Regions from separate parts of the Anas platyrhynchos genome. Here region 2 is linked to region 1. Evidence: chromatin contacts called from public Hi-C data. All regions are on one chromosome and are shown on one strand. Each heading gives the region's core, a stretch centred on a gene start, on an enhancer-like site or on the middle of the called end of the contact. The rest is flanking DNA. Distances are from core to core; before and after follow the strand shown. Region 1 overlaps FLT4 (fms related receptor tyrosine kinase 4). Region 2 holds the start of FLT4 (fms related receptor tyrosine kinase 4).

Region 1 (2,700 bases), core at 179-2,678:
GCTGCCCCCTTCCTCGGGGGGTGAGGGTGGCATGGAGATGCTGGCGTCCACCCGCAGCAGGTTTGTGAGGGGGAGAGCACACGTGTGCCCTGCAGATCCCACTTCTCCATCACACAGTTTCCTCTCTGGAAGGAACATCTCTCCCTCGTTGCGGTGTGTGACCTGCAAACAGCTGGACAGTGCTCGCTGCCTGTTGCTTTCTGTCCCTCTGGTAGCCGCAAGTGTCAGGTCTGTGCCCCGCGCCGCAGCAGGGTTCCTGTTCCCGCTGGTGTCGGGCACCGGCTGCTCACAGAGGGATGCAGAACAAACAAATGGGCCCCCGTTTCCGAAAGTCACTTCCTGTTTTCCTACACACCTCCAAAGGCACTTCCCGTTCCCCGGCCTGGCCGGGAGTTCGTCACTCTGCCAAAAGGGTGGCAGGGGCAGACACTGCTCCTCCCAGAGCAGCCGAAGGGAAAGGCAGCGATCAGCATCGCGTCCCCTGGGGAAGGGAGCGGGGGTGCCGGGAGCTCCTGGGTGAGATGACCTCGTGTCCCCCTCCCGATGTGACTCTCATCTCGGTTCTTCTGTCTCTCTAGACCTTTTGCTGTTTCCCACGTTCATTTTCCCTCTTTTTTTTTTTCCCTCTTCCTCCTGTTCCACAGCAGTGTCCTCATTCCCTGTCTGTTAGGTGCTAACCACCCTTGCAGGTCCCACTCAGGTTGTGCACACCAGGGACATGCAAGAGCTTCAGGAGAGGAGAGCCCTTCCACTATATCCCCAGAGCTCCTTTCTCTCCCTCTCCTCCTCTTTTCTGACTGTCTTCTTTTACCATCTTCCTCTGGTTTTTATTCTGCCCATAAAGGCCACAATGAGCCACCATGCGTGCAGTGCACAGCCATGCACTCTGGATGGCAGGATGATGTCAAATGCAGATAAACCCAGCTTAAATGTAACGGTACCCATTAGAGGGAAAATCCCCAAGCATTAAAGGCTGCACTCAGAAGTGCCACCAGTAGGGTCACTTCAGCTGTACTGAATATTCCCAGGAAACAGAAAAGGCAGCGTACAAAAGTGCTAGTAATAAGGTCACTTGAGCTGTAATGAATATGCACAGAGTGAATGTCTGCTCCTTCTGATTTACACAAGCTAATATATTGCCACTTAGAATTAAAATCCCTTCCGAAGTGTATGGGATGAATAGTAAAGACAAAGCACTTTCCCTATAGGAACTAAATCTTTTGCATTTTAAGCATTGTCTCGTTAGAGGGATCATTGCATGTAATTACCTTGTCATTTAACTGGGGAGGGGAGAAGGAGAAGCCTGTGCTTCAAACTGCAGATCTCCTCTAAGGGGAGTGCTTGTAACACATTTGGCAGCTCACATGCGTTCAGTGTGAGCCGGGAGGAGGAGAGCCGCCCTCCTCCCCCTCTGCCTTTCCTGGCTCCTTTGGAGGCGGCATCTCCTGGGACCGAGCTCCCAGGACAGCAGCCAGGCTGTTTGCCCAGCCTTACTCATGTCTCGCTGGAAGGACAGATGAGGAAGCTTTTAGGATCGCGTCTATATGCACTTGGAATGTAAAAGGATGATAGCTCTTCCTGAAGTGGTGAGAGCTGGGATGCTTCCAGAGGGCTGATTTCCACTTATGGATAAAAGGAGAACAAACAGGTCTGTAAGTACCTGTAAATCCCACCAAGCTCTGTGGGACCCTAAGCAGTCACCTAACCAACTGCAGAGGGCTCAGGGAACCAGTCTCTGCGTCCCTTCCCTTTCTCCCCAGCCTATTTTTGCATAACCCTTTTCCAGGTACAGCTGCCCTCTGGGGCCAGGCTTGTTGTGTGTTTTGCTGTCTGCCAGAGAGCAGGGCTGATCCTACTTTTCTCTTCCCCTTCATCCTTCCTAACTTCTTCTGATGCTCTCTTCCCCCACCAGACAGTCAGCAAACTGGCCATCCAGGAGGCCAACGTCTCAGCCATGTACAAGTGCATCGCCTCTAACAAAGTGGGTCGGGACGAGCGGCTGATCTACTTCTACGTGACCAGTGAGTACCGCGGGTGTCTCTTCCACACACGTCGGCTGGGCTCTCTGCCTGGAACAGGCAGGTCCCAACACCTGCCAGATCCTCTCCTTCACACGTAGCACCCTACACAGTCACCAGGAAGGCAGCAGGAGAGCAGGGGTGCCCCACAGCTCCGCCAAGTAGCAAAAGCTTGGAGCCCTGGCAGCAGATAACACAATCAGATCTGGAGATGAGCCGGTGTGGCTATGGCTAAGGGATGTGCCTGGTCCGAGAGCATCCTCTAGTGGCACTGCCAGAACCACTCCCAGGCAGGGTCCTTCTGGCCACAGCCCTTGGCACGGTCCCCACAGGATTTTGGTAGTGGGAGAAAGCCAAGTTTGTAGGAGCTGGAGCCCAGCAGCGTGGGCTGGGGTCTTGGCCCATATGGGGCCACATAAGCTTCCTGCCAGCAGTACCCTGTGATGGCAGGAACCTGGTTGTGCCTGCTGGGGACAGGGAACCCAGCAGGGGCACAGCAGTGGGCAGGGGTTTATCTTCAGGCCTGTCTAGAGAGACCCCAGAAGCCTCGTAGGCAGTACCCGTGCTGTCAGCAGCCTTTGTGGAGGCAGGTGAATACCTGCAACCACTGAGGACAGCAGGGTCTTAGAGAGCTGCACCCAAGGAGACAATTTCAATGTGCGTGCCTGGTAGTGGAGCCAAG
Region 2 (2,700 bases), core at 90-2,589, 39 kb before region 1:
CTCCTTCAGGATCAAGGAGGAGGGTGGTTCAAGATGAGTGTGCTGGAGAGCAACTTCAGGGTTAAAAACTAATTAATTGGGCTGGGGGGAGCTGGGTAAAATAACCACCGTGGCTTGGATTCCCTCTGACAGCGCCAGGAGAGGGACAGGGCGATCCCTTCCACAGGTTTGGCAGCAAGAGCAGTTGAGCACACAACAAGTTTTCCTGCCTTTTAGAAGCCACGAGCACATGGTTCTCATTCAGCCTCCCTTTTTTTGTGTGTGTGTCTACAAGCGTGTATAATCAATAACCCTCTGGGGCGCAGCATGGGGCCGTGTTTATTTATCTACTTGGTGTTTGGTGGGCAGCAGGGGCTGTGCCCACTGTGCTGGTGCTTTGCCCACCATGCTGGTGCTGTGCCCGCCGTGCCAGCACGCTCCCGGAGCTGTGCCATCGCTCCTGACCTCAGGGCATTCACAGCCCGTTTGCAGCCAGCCAGGGGAGCACACGGGATGCTGTGCCATCCCGCTGCCAGCACCGCGGCACCCAGTGCCTCCAGGCCCAGCTGGCATCCCACCGCTGCCACCGTCCTCTCATGGGGAGATGAGTGCATCCCGGGGTGTGAAAGATGGGTTGGAAAGGGGAAAGGAGAGAAAAGAGGAGTTTCTGGGGGGTTGCGGGAGCTGGTTCGTTGTGGGGTGCATGGATTTGGGTGTGGGGTTGTGTGTTTGGGTGTGGGAGTGCCCTGTCAGTGAGGTGTGGGGCACTTAGTGGTGCTGGGCAGCACCAGGGCTGCCTCAGGCTGGTGGTGATGCACTTGGATGGACAGCACAAGTGCAGGTCCCTAGTGCTGTCCCACATGAGCAGGGGTGCAAGCATGCACACAGGTGTGAGAACGCATGCAGGCATCTTTGGGTGCCCCCACGGTGTGCAGGACTGTGTGCCTAGGTGTGCACACACAGGTACGGGCTTTTGGGGAGCATGCAGGCATGAAGACGAGACACATGTGGCATGTGCGTGCTGATGGGAGAGGGCATTTGTGTGCCTTTCCCGGGTCTGAGAGCTCGGGCTGCGCACCCAGGTGCACGCGTGGAAGAGGGCAGTGGGGGGATGTTGGCAGGCAGGGGCGGGTGGGATGCAAACACCCATGGAGGGGTGGATGCACGCGGGGGATGCTCACAGGTGTGGATATACACAGGAGATGCTCACAGGTGTGGATGCACACAGGGGGGATGCTCTCACCCCCGCACCCCCTCCCACAGCCCCACCGGTGCCCGGAGCCTCAGGTGCGCCCCCCCCTCGCCGCCTCCCACCCCGCCCCGCCCCGCTCCGCCCCGCCGCCCGCCCGGCGCCCCGCGGGCTCGGCGGAGGGCGGCGGGCGGCCCGGGCGGGCGGAGGAAAAGGAAACGGCCCCGGTGCTCCCTCCCCGCCCGCCGCCGCGCGTCGCCGCAGCTGGGGCGCGGCGGGAGCAGAGCTCGGGCGCGGGGCGCTCCGCACCGCTCCGTACCGCACCGCCTGCCCGCAGCCCCGGAGATGAAGAGAGTTTGCACGCTGCCCCTCTGGCTCTGGCTCGGCATTGTCTCGGAGGCAGGTGAGCAGCGCTCAGGGAGCCGCGAAGGCTCCGTGCTCCGGCCGGGGGATGCGGGCTGCCCGCCCGGCACCTGCGGAGGAGCCGGGGACGCGGGGATGGGGCTGCCCCGACGGGACGGGCACCGGGAGTGTCCCCCCTCCGGGTGTCTCCCGGAGCCGGCAGGGAGCGGCGCTGCCCTCCTCGGGATCCCCGAGCCCCGCCGCGTCCCGCCCCGGTGGCCGCCAGCCCCGACGGGGCGCGCCCGGTGCCCGCCCGGTGGCCCCGACGCAGGGGACGGGGGGACGCCGCCACCTCCCCGCACCTCCCGCGGGAAGGAACCGCGTGGGGCTCTCGGAGCAGGGATTTCTCCGCGTGGGGAAGCACCCGGAGGCCGACCCCCTGCCCGGTTTATTTCTGTTTCGTACTCGGAGGCATCGCTGGGGAGCGCCGGGCAGCGCGCTGGGGAGGAAGGCACCGGGAGGCGGTGGTCGGTGCGCGCCCTCCGCTCTCCCCGCTGTCCCCCCCAGCCGCTTGCTGGTGGCTCTGCTCCCCCTGGGAAGCCCCCCAGGGCAGGTGGCTGGTGAAATATTTCCTACAGCGCTGGGGGAAAAGGCTGGTGGGCAGCGAGCTGAATCCCCGGGGCTGTGTGCGCTCAGGTGGCTGCTGCACCGCGGCACAGAGGGGGCTGCGGAGCCCTTTTGGGGAGCGGGGGCCGTGGGGCAGAGCTGAGCCGGGTGGGCTCGCGTGGGTAAAGAATTTACAGGAGGAGAAAGTTAGCAGTGCAGGGAGAACCTGGAAAAATAGATTTGGGGAGTATAAATGGAATTTTCTCTCCCCTCAGCTCAGTGACTCACTGTCACCAGTGGCGTTTGCTGCTGTCGTCGAGACGAGCTCGCGGGCGGGCTGCAGGTCTGGCTGCAGTGGTGCAGAGGGGTGGTACGGGCAGAAATTGGGACTGTGACCCTGCTCTGCCCAAAACCTCACAGCTGGCTCTTGTGCCACGGTGGGCTGCAAGAGCTTGGGGAGCTTCAGCAGGCAGGGACCCGCTGCTGGTGGCATCGCGGCGGGAGCTGCAGCTGTTCAGAGCTCTCCTGTTAGCAATTTGTAAAGCAGCGTGTGGCTGTCTCGGGTCCTTTCATCTCCCAGAGGT

The links. A called contact is a pair of places that touch in the nucleus more often than the background predicts.
Region 2: a contact with region 1 is called in a Hi-C map of skeletal muscle, with 7 times the contacts expected there. The contact joins the promoter of FLT4 here to the enhancer-like site in region 1. A contact is called at or near these places in 3 of 8 Hi-C or Micro-C datasets (F1 follicle, skeletal muscle and subcutaneous adipose tissue).

The regions. Positions count from the first base shown.
Region 1 is chr14:5,640,324-5,643,023 of IASCAAS_PekinDuck_T2T, reverse strand. It overlaps FLT4 (fms related receptor tyrosine kinase 4), which reads left to right. Exons shown (of 30, transcript XM_072023398.1): 12 at 1,913-2,021. Among named protein-coding and RNA genes, the nearest start is that of RNF130, 20 kb to the right of the region's middle. Within about 2 kb of position 1,428, at least 1 of the 8 cell types and tissues checked has an H3K27ac peak or open chromatin away from gene starts, as enhancers often do.
Region 2 is chr14:5,678,747-5,681,446 of IASCAAS_PekinDuck_T2T, reverse strand. It overlaps FLT4 (fms related receptor tyrosine kinase 4), which reads left to right and starts at 1,339. Exons shown (of 30, transcript XM_072023398.1): 1 at 1,339-1,571. The coding sequence starts at 1,514.